Linked DNA regions of Triticum aestivum: regions 2 and 3 are each linked to region 1. A link is a contact called in public Hi-C data. All regions are on one chromosome and are shown on one strand. The core of a region is the stretch at or near the end of the contact, and the rest is flanking DNA. Distances in the headings are between cores, read along the strand shown.

Region 1 (3,863 bases), core at 894-3,393:
TTGTAGCGCCGGGTATGCTCTGTGGCAGCACTAGAGGCCCCTCGCCGACACTCCATTGCAGCTCCATGGCAGCACCAGGTGGTCCCCGCGATGCTCCTGTCGCAGCAACGACGCCACTCCATTGCAGCTCAATAGCAAGCAGCACTGGACCCGGTGATGCTCCGTCACGGCACCGATGACCACCGACGATGCTCCATTGCAGCTCCATCGCAGCACCGCCCTAGCCCCCGGCGATGCTCCGTCGCAAAACTAACGCCCCCAAGACGATGCTCCATTGCAGCTCTGTCGCAGCACCGCCCGGCCTCGGCAATGGTCCATCAGCTACTCCTTGTAGCAAAGGGTGGTGTTGCATAAACTGACGAGCTCCCCTGGCTAGAGCACCGGCTGCTCCCTTGAGGCACAGATGGAGCGCCGTCAGCCCCCGTTGCGGCACGTTGCGCGACGGGCAGTCTGTTGTCAGCACTGGCACACCCATCTGCAGCATCGGCGCCCGTGGCCCTGCAGCGCCGGCAGTTGCGTTTTGCACCAGTGCGTGTCGGCTCTTGCAGTGGGCTGGCCTTGCACATCCCCTCGCCGGCTTGCAGCAGTTCCAGCGGCATGGTGGCGGTCTGCTCGGAGCAGGTGGGTGGCACTTGCAGCAGCGACGGTGCTGCAGTCCGTGCTGCGGCGGCGGTACACCAGTTGCGGTTGTCGGCAGCAAGCTCACAAACAGTGGAGAACAAGAGAGCCAAGAGGGAGGAGAGAGACGCAAGAAGTATACAAGAAGATAGGTATGGATGGCTCGCGACATCTCTTTGACGTGCTGGGCCACATCCACATGGGCATGTGGCAGGTGATGGACGCGGTTGACGAGTGCATAGAAATCAACCGGTTGATTCTAATCATTTTCCCAAGAATTTATATGACAAACAACAGGATGACTAAGAAGGTTTAAACTGGATGGAAACAAAACCTGGTAACAAACTACATAATACGTAAAAAAAAACTACTCCCTCAGTCTCATAATATAAGATGTTATTACATCTAATATGTGAGTATATTGGATGTAATAACATCTTATATTATGGGACAGAGGGAGTAAATAGCATCAAGTCAATAAATTCAGAGCATGAGCTGCTAAATAAAGGGCACTCACCACTCTTGATTTCAGATTTACTAGCATTTCTCGACACACCAAGTACGGAATAGAAATCCTGTCAATTGCAAGTTTATCAAAATCCATCAGGACATCAAGTACTTACAGACAATAACACCAGCGATGCAGAATGAAAAGAAATAGCTCACTGATTCAGCTCGAACGATAAACCGTGAACCCCTCCGATGGCGAAATCTTGGTGATGGTGCATGATTTAAGCTAGCACTAGGTGATGCTAGGTGTTTACCTCTGCCTCTGGTACTGCACGAACACACAAATAGTAAAATTAATTTAGTTTGCCGAGCCAACCATGTGTATCCTATCGTACGTGTCGGTTAAACGTTACTAGCACATCTTTAATTGTTCAGCTGACAAACCGAAATTGCAACTACCTGGCTACTGCTAATCTTTGATAAAAAAATGAGTTGATGACAGGAAGTGATAACAATTGGGAGGTTAGAACACAAACTGCAAGTACGACAATGGTACAGATTGACCACATGTTTCATCATGGAAGTCCCTAGCACTACAAGCTATGGAACTATAATCGCGCACGAACGTACCTATTTTTCGATGCCATGAATCTCGGATCGATGGCCACGGAACCCCGACCCCCATAGATCGATCTGGATCGAGGTTCGAATTCGCTCCCCTGATTCGCTACAGGCAGCGAACCCACGAAACCGGAGCAGCATACCACAAGCGTCGTCGGCCTCGTCCCGGCCACTCGCCGGAGACGAAGGGAGGGCGGCGCGGGGGAGACGTGTGGGTGGACGGCCGGGCGGGAAGGGGTGGCAGGGAGGCGGTGCACTGGGTGGAGCATGGGGGCGGCGGGGGGTGGCGACGCCGGCGAGGTAGGGCAGGGAGGAGAGGCGAGCTGTGAGCTTGGTGGGGGGCAGCGAGCGAGGGAGATTGTAGCTGGGTGGGCTGGCCCAAACCTTATCTCTGTCTCGCTGTTTTCTTACGGACACGCGCGTTGCCGTGCATCAACCTCCCATCCGACGGTTCTCTTCTGCCCTGCCTGCTGTGCTTCCGTCCAGCTCGCGCTCTGTCTCGATCTCTCTCGCGCGCTCTCCCCCTCTCCTCTCGTGTGCGCGTGCAGCGACTAGCGAACCATGGACAAATACACATTGACAATGTAAGAGCAACTCCGACGCAGGTGCCCATTTCATCCACGCCGTTCATTTGGGTCGACACAAACAAAAGTGAAGACCCAATGCGCCGCCTTATTTACAAAATGTGTCTGCTTCGTGTCCGCGTCGACCCATTTACGACCCAAATTTGCGGTAAAAATGCGTCGGCGCGGACGCGAAGCGGACGCTTCGCGCGGTTTCTCGATGTCCGTCGCGTCCTCATCTGGCGACCGTCCAACTACCGCGGTCAGCTTAATTTATGACGACCGCCCACCTCGGGCCCACACGCGTCAACGACGGTGATCGGCCTTTTTTAATCCGAGCGTGCGGGGGGAGTGCGTCCTTATCTGCTTCCAAAAGCTCCTCGTCCCCATCTCGCCACCCTCTGCTCCCCCGTCGGCGGCAACCCTAGCCATCGCAAGGATGGGCTTTCTTCTCCGACAAAGGCAAGGGCAAGGCCCCCGACACCCCTCTCCCCCCGCCTCCGTCGACGTCCTCCCGCCGGCCGAGGCAGCGCGTGAACGTCCCAGTGCACCAGGCGAAGTGGCACTAGGAGAACCATGTCCTTCTCCCCTACCCCGATGTCACCCTACCACACAACTGACACTTGGATCCGGAGAAGATCCTAGTGCCGGCGGCGCCACGGTCGGCGAGGGCGCACGCGAAGGAGGTGCGACGCCGGCGGGCGCTAATGACGCCGGAGCAGCGCCGCGACGGCGCCTACGACGTCGACTCGCCCTATTGGGGCGTTGGTTCGCCTTCGAGCACGAGAAGGCCAGGCGGCGCGACGTCTGCGACGTCTCGCATGGCTCTCACCGCCGCCCCTCGTCGTTCGTGGCAAGGACCAGGCAGCCCTGGTGGCTGTCCTCCAGGGGAGCGAGGAGGAGGAGCGACACAGGGAGGAGGATGAGGCGGCGTACGAGGCGCGCATGACGAAGGCCATGGCGCTGTCTGCAGCCGGCGACTGTGTAGTGCCGCCGCTGGCCCCGTCGTTTCCAGCCAAGGCCGAGCTGGAGCCGACCCCCATCGAGCAATACTCCTGGACCGGAGTGGTGCACGAGTGGGTCAGCGCGCCGGCGATCTGGATGGGGGCGACGGAGGCGCAGGAGCGCACCTATCTCGAGCAATGGCGCCAGCGAAGGCTGGCTGAGGAGTGTCGCGAGGGCGAGTACCTTGAGCAGGTGGAGCGCGATGCCGAGGAGGAGCGCCGCGAGGCCGAGGAGGAGGTGTGTCGTGCCCAGCCGGCGGCGGCACAGCCCGCGGTGGATGACATCGCCACCGCCTGGAACACGGCGTTCCCCTGGGTCGGCCCTGCGCCGACGCTGATCGACCTCATCGGCCTTAACGATGACGATGAGTACTTCTAGGGCCACGCGTCGCCTCATAGTTTAGTTTTATTAATATTTAATTAATGTAAATGTGGACGCGTGGACTTTCGCCGGCCTCTGTGGTTGACATTAATGCTTAATTAATGTTTTTTATTTTTAAAATATTTGTGTTCTATTTTTTTCCACGCGTCGTAAAAATGGCCAGGCCAGTGTTGGGCATATGCGCCGACCTAAACGCAAAATCAGACGTGAGTGTTTGCCGGGCCG
Region 2 (3,863 bases), core at 956-3,455, 470 kb before region 1:
AACTCTGAGTCGGCATCAACTAATCGGTCGTATATATTCCTGGCGTGTGCAGTTTTCTTGGACCTTTGAACCATCTACTCCAAGAAAAATATGCTACCTTTATTGTTGTAGTTGCGGTATACGTTTGTATAAGTTTACTTTATCGATTCGGATATGAACAGATGACTACAGTGGATATATACCCGACGATAGATATGCATGTTTACTACTGTAGGTTTTGTGGGAATGCTGTCAAGGACACGCACTTCTCATGAAGATCTGCGGGCATGCACGCACGTTGGCCGACTCGACTGCCATCAGGCAGATAAAAAGGTGTCACTAGACTACAACTGATTAAACATACTTGTATTGACTTCGCTTTAGTTGGTGCGTAAAGATGTATGTAAGTATTATCGTATGGAATATATACTAATAGATAGGTCGACGATCGATGTAGAGTAGTACTCCCTCTGTAAACTTTTATAAAAACGTTTATATCAGTAAAATAGTGATCTAAACGCTTTTATATTTGTTTACAGATGGAGTACTCGGTAATAATTTGCACACTTTCTTCTTCACAGGTCAAGCTATAGCTATAGCATATGGTGCTTTTCAGTTGATGAAGTTTTATATTGCGTAGCTACTAAATTAGGTATTTTGTATAAGGTGCTTTGAACTTGGGATTGAAAACGATAGCTTTGATGTGGTATGGACGCAGTATATTGGAATGACAGGCACCAGAGTCTAATATCCCTATGCATCAATTATTGGTTACCTTTTGCATGGTCAAACTGGGTCACTTGAAATCAGGGAGGTAATTTGGTTTGAAGTGATTTTTTAAAAGCGTGGGGGTAGATCTTTAGACATGATGTAAGTCCGGCAAACACGGTTTAGTCGACTTCACGTGTCTGTCCTCTTGCCCGCCTGGTGTACATATTTGTTGTGGTTTTGATAGCGACACGATGATTAGTCAATGCCAATGGACAATCCAATTGGTAATTTGGCACGTATGCCACTGGTTTATTGCTAAGCGTCAGGCACCAATTTTCCTCTGTTTTGCTCTCTGTTGGCTTTTCACACGCTTTGTTCCATTAATTACATTTGGTACTTACTGACTGATGCATGATTTATGAAATAACAGGACCATACATTAACGAAGTTGGGGTCTCAGCCAAGGTTTTCCTGGGTATTGTCTCCCCCCTGCTCACGAGGGTCTGAAATGTCGAAATTGAAGATTCAGCTAGGGTTGTTGCACTCGGCATACTAGTGTAAACGGTGATCAAACATAGGGACTTTCTAGGTGATAACCTTACACTTGGGATGGATCATGCAACAACGATGCACTAACGGCGCCTCCCTCTTGAAAATGGTGTGTTTGAAGCACTGATAATATTCTCATGGTCATGGTTGATAACCCTACATCTGCCCTTGGTTGAAATGAAAGCAAACACGCATCGTTCCTATTGTGAAGTTTTGTCGTCTAGAGAGGGGGGTTGCGTTTTACCTGGTGTGATCCAGGTTGATGAGGCAGATGCATGCTCTGCTAGCATAATGGGTAGCGGATTTCCCGCCCATGCAGGACACGTACTGCGACTGTCGGGCCTGTTTTGCCTTTCCGTAAGCCAATATGAACACCAAGTCTTCATGCATCGCTCAGTTAAGTTTTTTTTTTTGCCGTGTACTACATCATTTCCATGTTGAGGCCTCAAAAAATTATCCTTTCATTGTCTCGAGATACCGTACTTGTATTGTTGTGTGCTGGGAGTGAACGAAGTCCACAAACCGAACTTCTTATGCTATCTTTTAGCAAGGGTGTATTAATTGTTCCCTTTCACCATCCATCTTTGAAAAAGAATTAAGTTAAGCATATATACATGAAGAAGCTAGTAGAGTAGTAGGGTTTTCTCACGTCGACAAGGACACGTAGAAACGGTGGTTGGAGTGCGTACAGTTTTTTGCTTGGGAGGAACAAATGTAGGCTGGGACCTCACCTCAGCGGAGAGCTAACAAGACGCCAGAAGAAAGAACATGGCTACGGTAGCTTACACGACCCGGCTTCTCCGTTTCTTCCGCCACTTGCACATCCACGAGACGAGCATATATTTGGTCCCTAGCGGCCGGAGAATCGCAGCATTCATTCACTGATCCACGGTTGTAGCGTACGAAGCTAGTCGTGGCGACCCGCCACCGTGAGGATCGTTTATCGTGTGGGCCCAACCGCCGATGCATGCGTGGACTTCTCTTACCACCGTAGTCCAGTGTTTGACTCGCAGGTCGCCGTGCGCTCGCAGCTCCTCTCATCGTATGGGCCAGGGGAGCAGCGTGGCCAGCCAGCACCCACAGCGGTCGTCGTCGTCGGTGAGACGTCCCGTCCGTATCTCGGCCGGTCCAGACTTTGAGAAGATTCTCCCAAAAAGGTGAGCGGCATGGGGGCGTCCGGACGTTATCTCCATGAGCCACACCCACACGGCTCCTCTCACTGTCTCACATGAGACGAGAGGCTGACAAATGTGTGCTTACTTTACATGCTAATCATGTTGCCAAAGCTCATTAGCTGGCTAGCTGGTTAGATAGGATTCTATCATTTCGAGCGAACGAAGGAAGCAATGAAACCTAACGTTAGGCCAGCGCATGACTGCGACGACACACGTACACCACCACTTTCGCGTGTGAACATGTCTCTAACATGAATTTTATCTTACATTTTTCCGGAAATGATCGCTTGGAGCGCGTAGGATTAGAGCGTAGTATTGGAGCGACGCAATCTAAGCCCTTTGGTCAAAATCCAATGGTGCGGTGATTTGGGGGAGCCCTTCTCATTTCCGAACGGATAGCAAATCAAGTGTTCGGCGCGGTGCATGGCTCCTGGAGGGGGATGAACATGATCAAGCAATGAAGACGGTGATGTTCTCTCCCTTCGCTGGCTATTTTGGTTTGCCTAGCTTGATGGTCTCGTCTGTAATATATGGAAGGTTATGCTGGTAATAGTTCCTAGATGCAGTGTCTGAATTGCTGTCTTGATTAGTCTAGTGTTTCTCGTGACGTTTGAGGATCCGCAATGGCGGAGCCAGCATCGGCCCACGCCCCAGGCCGGCCTTGTTTGAATTATGTACGCTACAGTCGCTGAAGGATTTCACGGCCACGCCCGAGGCGGCCCGGGCTGCCTGAGAGGATCCAGCTTGTGGACGCCAAAATCATGAGATTTAAGGTTTTGCTCTAGGTGATCTGTCTGCTTTTGAGTTTTATTTTCTGTTGATAGTAGTATGTACGTAAAAGGCAAGGTGATTTCAATTATTCTAAGGGGCTTGCTTCGGTAAACCCCCCACCAACAAAACGTAGAAGGGCAGAATAGTCATACGAAAGAAGGGTATGCCCATCTTGTATTATGCGGTTGTAGCTGGCGTACGTAGACCGCGCGCATGCAAAAAAAAAAACTGCCTGCACGATCTACCCGCCCACCCCATCTACTCGCCCGCGACCCCGTCTACTCGGCCGCCCCATCCGATCGCCGCCGCCGCGGATCTCCGCCCTCGGACCCCGTCCGCCGCCGCCGTCCGAGCCCGTCCGAAGCCGCCGTCGCCGTCCCAACGGCGTGCATCGCAGCATCTCATCGTCATCGTCCACCGCCCGGACGTGAAGGCACCCCGTCTACTCCACCGCCCACCTCTAGTACTCGCCCGCCCCATCCGATCGCCGGCGCCGCGGATCGCTGCCGTCCGACCCCGTCAGACGCCACCGTCACCGTCCCAACGGCGTGCGTCGCCGCATCTCACCGTCATCATCCACCCCCCGGACGTGAAGGGCCCGACGTGCCACGCCGCATCCGGACCAGTCTCCCCACCCTCCGTCGCGGATCCTACCAAACATCCGCCCGGTGGCTCGTC
Region 3 (3,863 bases), core at 896-3,395, 380 kb before region 1:
TACACCAGATTGTACAACAAAAATTAGGTCCCCTTTACAAAAAAGGAGCTACTTTGCATAAGGCACCCTACGCTCTTAATCTTCATTACAGAGAGCACCTCCTGCCGTTCTGCTTAGGCCCCTCATTTTCCGAGGAGTGCAACCAAAGGCCGCCTAATCCGTTAGGTGCAATAACTAGGTTCAACAAGGGCCTCTCGGCGAACGTGTAGTATGTATGTATAGCATGCGGTTATAACTAAGTTGATGCACGTGCGGCAAATCAGCCGCTGAACGGCTTGTACACTTTGAGAGCTTCGATGACGTTGGCGATGGAGCCCGCCGCGGCGGCGATGGAAACGATGAGGCATCCGACGCTGAGCATCCTAAGGCAGATCCCCTGCATGCTCCGGCCGGGCACGCCGCGCTGCCTGATGTACATCTCGACGGGGAAGTAGACGGTGAGCGGCCAGAAGGAGACGGCGCCGAGGAGTCCCACCACGTTGCCGAAGAACGGGAGCAGCATGGCGAAGACGGTGGTGAGGCAGACGAAGGCCGACCGCCACGTCAGCCGGAACACGCTGAGCGCGAATGGCCCCACCCGGAACTCGCGGGAGATGAAGGCGCTGTCTGGCCATGTGGACGCGGCCCAGCGCTCGACGAAGGCGAAGATGGGCTGGCAGAAGACCTGGTAGGCGCCGACGAGGTGCACGACGATGGCCACGTTGGCGATGTCCAGCAGCCAGAAGGGCTCGTAGAATCCGAACCCGGTGAGGAGGTTGTCGGGGGCTGCGTCGCCGAACGCCGCGTACCCCATGCACCCGCACAGCATGTAGAACACCGTCGTCGTCGCCACACTCAGCCGCGTCGCCTGCTTCATCACCTTCGCCTCAGACGGCGGCGGCGCCCTGATCGTGTCCTGACAAACACCCCTATGTCAGCCAACGATAACAAATACAGAGCAAACTAGGAATTACACTCGCTGAGCAGAGGACAGCTCGGTCATGGCTTTTACGTACCTGGATTTCTATGAGGATGTTGGAGAAGGAGTAGGCGAAGGCGATGTCGCCAAATGCCTGCAGGCTGCGCCACACCTTCTGCGTGGCCGTGATACCGACGCCGATGCTGATGCCGGTGAGGCTGCCCTTGATTCCACCATTGGCTGCAATTTCATCGTCTTAAGTACTGTAGGATAGCTTTTTATATACTAATAAGAGGGCAAAAAAGGTACTTTTTCTACCCACTTTTATAAGACGATTTTAGACAATTCAGACGGTACCTAAAACAGTTCAAAGCTAGCTGTCCAAAACGTCTTATAATAACGAACGGAGGGAGTAGTATGTTTGGAGTTCCGACGACATACATATGGTCTGGGTGATGCCGAGGGAGAGTCCAATGCCGGAGTAGGTGAAGGACATGACTGCGGCGACGATGGACAGCCACCATATCTGATCGAAGTCGGGGATCTGCGAGAACACGATCTGCACGAGGCCGAAGAGGATCATGTATGGGTTGCTGGAGCTCTTGCACGGGTCGGCGTGTCCGTTGGCGTGGAAACAGTCGGCCCTCCTAATGGCCCGCATGCTGATGGAGGACGCGATGGTGTAGCCGATGGCGACGCCGACGAGATTGGCGTACTGGATGACACCGCAGAAGATGACCTTGGGACCGCCGAGGTTGGAGCGGACGGCGTCCATGTAGGTGTAGTTGCGCTTCCCGGTGGCCGGGTCACCCGTGCGGTAGCACTCGGCGAGCAGGGTGGAGGTGTAGTAGATGACGGCGGCGAAGAGGAGCATGACAGCGGGGCCAGCTACCCAACCGAGCTGCGCGATGGCCCAGGCCAGCGAGAGCACGCCGGAGCCGATGACGGCGGTGATGATGTGCGCACTCGCCGTCCAGAACGTGCCGGAGCGGCGGGGCCGGCCGTCGTCGTCCATCCACGCCGCGTCCCCGGCGTTCCCGGCCTCCACGGACACCTCCATGGGCGCCACCACTTTCTTGGCGCCGCCGTTGCCTACCGCCATCACTTAAATTGTGCTGCTACTCGACAATCCTCGGCTAGCTTGACTTTCTCGTAGAGAGAAGCTCAGCGCAAGCAGGTAGTTGACGACTTGGAGAGTGGTGTGTTCTTGGCGAGGGTGGAGGCGTGTGCCTGTGTGGGGAAATGGGAGGGAGGAGGGGAGGTGTATATATAGAGGCTTTGGCTTTGGCGCTCCGTGTGAACACTGTTGAGAATCCTAGCCTCCTTGCTTTTGCAGTGCGACTGTTTTGAGTTTTTGTTGACACGCTGGCATCGAAATGACGGCAAAACATAACATAGTTGCCAAGCTGTGCTGGTGTACTTTAGATGACCGTCATGGAAGCCGATTTCGATTTCTTTCTACCGCATGGAACACCTTGTTGATTGCTCATAGACTAATAGTTCCTTCCTTTGAACCTGTACGGTTGTTAGACGTCGAATCTGCGGTCAAGAGCTTAGGTTTAACGCATCATGTACTTACGGTACGCATACTCTGGTACTGTACTGATAAAGACCCAATCATTTATCTCGTCACGTCTTCATTATTGCCAATCAAATTTGGTAAGAATCTCGTGCGCCAAGATTCGATCACATCGCGCACAGGCACGCGGATTCTCCACGGCTCGCCGCGCTAGCGACGTGGGCTGAAACATGACGTGGTGGAGCCTAGCTGGCAGATGGGACGCGGCACACGCTCAAGGTCGAAGCGCGCATGCATGCTCCGAGGTCAAACATGTCCGTGTCAGTCAGCGGTGAACCGTGTCTTCACGCGGCGTTGGCACTGCCCCAAACATCCGCCGCTCACATCGGCCGTATTTGGTTGCTCGTATCATCTACTATTTCTAAACTTAATTTAATTTAAAAGCCATGTTTCGACTGGACGTTTTTGGAAGCCCAACCAGACCTACACACAAAGAAATTGGACTGTTTGATTGTTCATTCCCTATTTGACCTGCATCAAATGGAATTTAAAGCCAGTCCCGCTAGAAACTGCCGAATCAATAGTTTCCAGCAAGTCAACCTCGAGCGCTGCAAAACAGAGCCTGTAGATGGTGCAGAGATTCAATCTGGTTTGGTCTTGGAGAAAATGTGAGATTAGGAAACGTCTTGATCATGCAGTCTGTAATGTAGAGTGGGTACATAAATTCCCTCTTATAGCTGCTATTAACGAAGAACACGTACTCTCGACCATCACCCCTTGGTTTTGGATATAGATAATTTTGACGGCAATTGATGAGGACATCAGTACTACACTTACACCTACACCCCCTGCTGCTACATATACTGGACCAATTACTAGAGCTCACGCATGCCAACTAAATTACAAGGTACGTGTCGGGGTTATGATCCTGACAATGAGTACTAGGGGTACGAATAAGGGGCAGAGACTAGCTATGGCGCAGGTGTAACACTTGGTGTTTAACGAGTTCAGGCCCGTCACTCGGTCGAGGTAAGAGCCGTACGTCTCATGCCCTGAGGCTTGCTTTGATTTGATAGATATGATTACAGAGATTGAACGTGCCTGGCTATGGAGAGGGGTGCGGCTTATATAGAGTGCGCAGCAGCCCCATGTCTCCCACGCCGCCGAGGCAATTAATGCCATTGAATGAGACAATTACTAGTGTAAGGAGCCTCTACTACAGCAGTTACAGGTAACGGTAGCTAGAACTCTATTTAGTGGATGACTTAGGATTCCTCGGCCGTTGCAGCTCCCACGACACCTCTTGTCCTGTACGTCCGAGTGGTAGTTCATCCGCCAAGTGATGTGTGATTGTCCAAGTGCTACAAGGCCGTCCAAGTGAACCTCCTGATGTATGCATCTGAATGCTGGCATGGTCCAGGGACCTACCTATGTTGGTGATGGGCC

The links. A called contact is a pair of places that touch in the nucleus more often than the background predicts.
Region 2: a Hi-C map of leaf shows a contact between it and region 1, with 4 times the contacts expected there. The contact joins the enhancer-like site here to the promoter of LOC123102859 in region 1. A contact is called at or near these places in 4 of 5 Hi-C or Micro-C datasets (leaf and an unstated tissue) and 1 of 1 datasets of contacts at active chromatin or transcription factors (leaf).
Region 3: a contact with region 1 is called in a Hi-C map of leaf, with 2.6 times the contacts expected there. The contact joins the promoter of LOC123102860 here to the promoter of LOC123102859 in region 1. A contact is called at or near these places in 2 of 5 Hi-C or Micro-C datasets (both in leaf).

Annotation. Positions count from the first base shown.
Region 1 is chr5A:230,870,442-230,874,304 of IWGSC CS RefSeq v2.1, reverse strand. It overlaps LOC123102859 (chaperone protein dnaJ A7A, chloroplastic), which reads right to left and starts at 2,143. Exons shown (of 7, transcript XM_044524318.1): 1 at 1,699-2,143; 2 at 1,285-1,396; 3 at 1,136-1,193. The coding sequence starts at 1,958.
Region 2 is chr5A:231,342,658-231,346,520 of IWGSC CS RefSeq v2.1, reverse strand. No RefSeq gene overlaps it. Among protein-coding and RNA genes, the nearest start is that of LOC123102860, 88 kb to the right of the region's middle. Within about 2 kb of position 2,205, at least 6 of the 8 cell types and tissues checked have an H3K27ac peak or open chromatin away from gene starts, as enhancers often do. A contact at or near this core is called in leaf, where this site is marked.
Region 3 is chr5A:231,254,856-231,258,718 of IWGSC CS RefSeq v2.1, reverse strand. LOC123102860 (amino acid permease 3) reads right to left here and starts at 2,145. Exons shown (of 3, transcript XM_044524319.1): 1 at 1,340-2,145; 2 at 996-1,138; 3 at 1-895. The coding sequence starts at 2,000. The coding sequence ends at 260.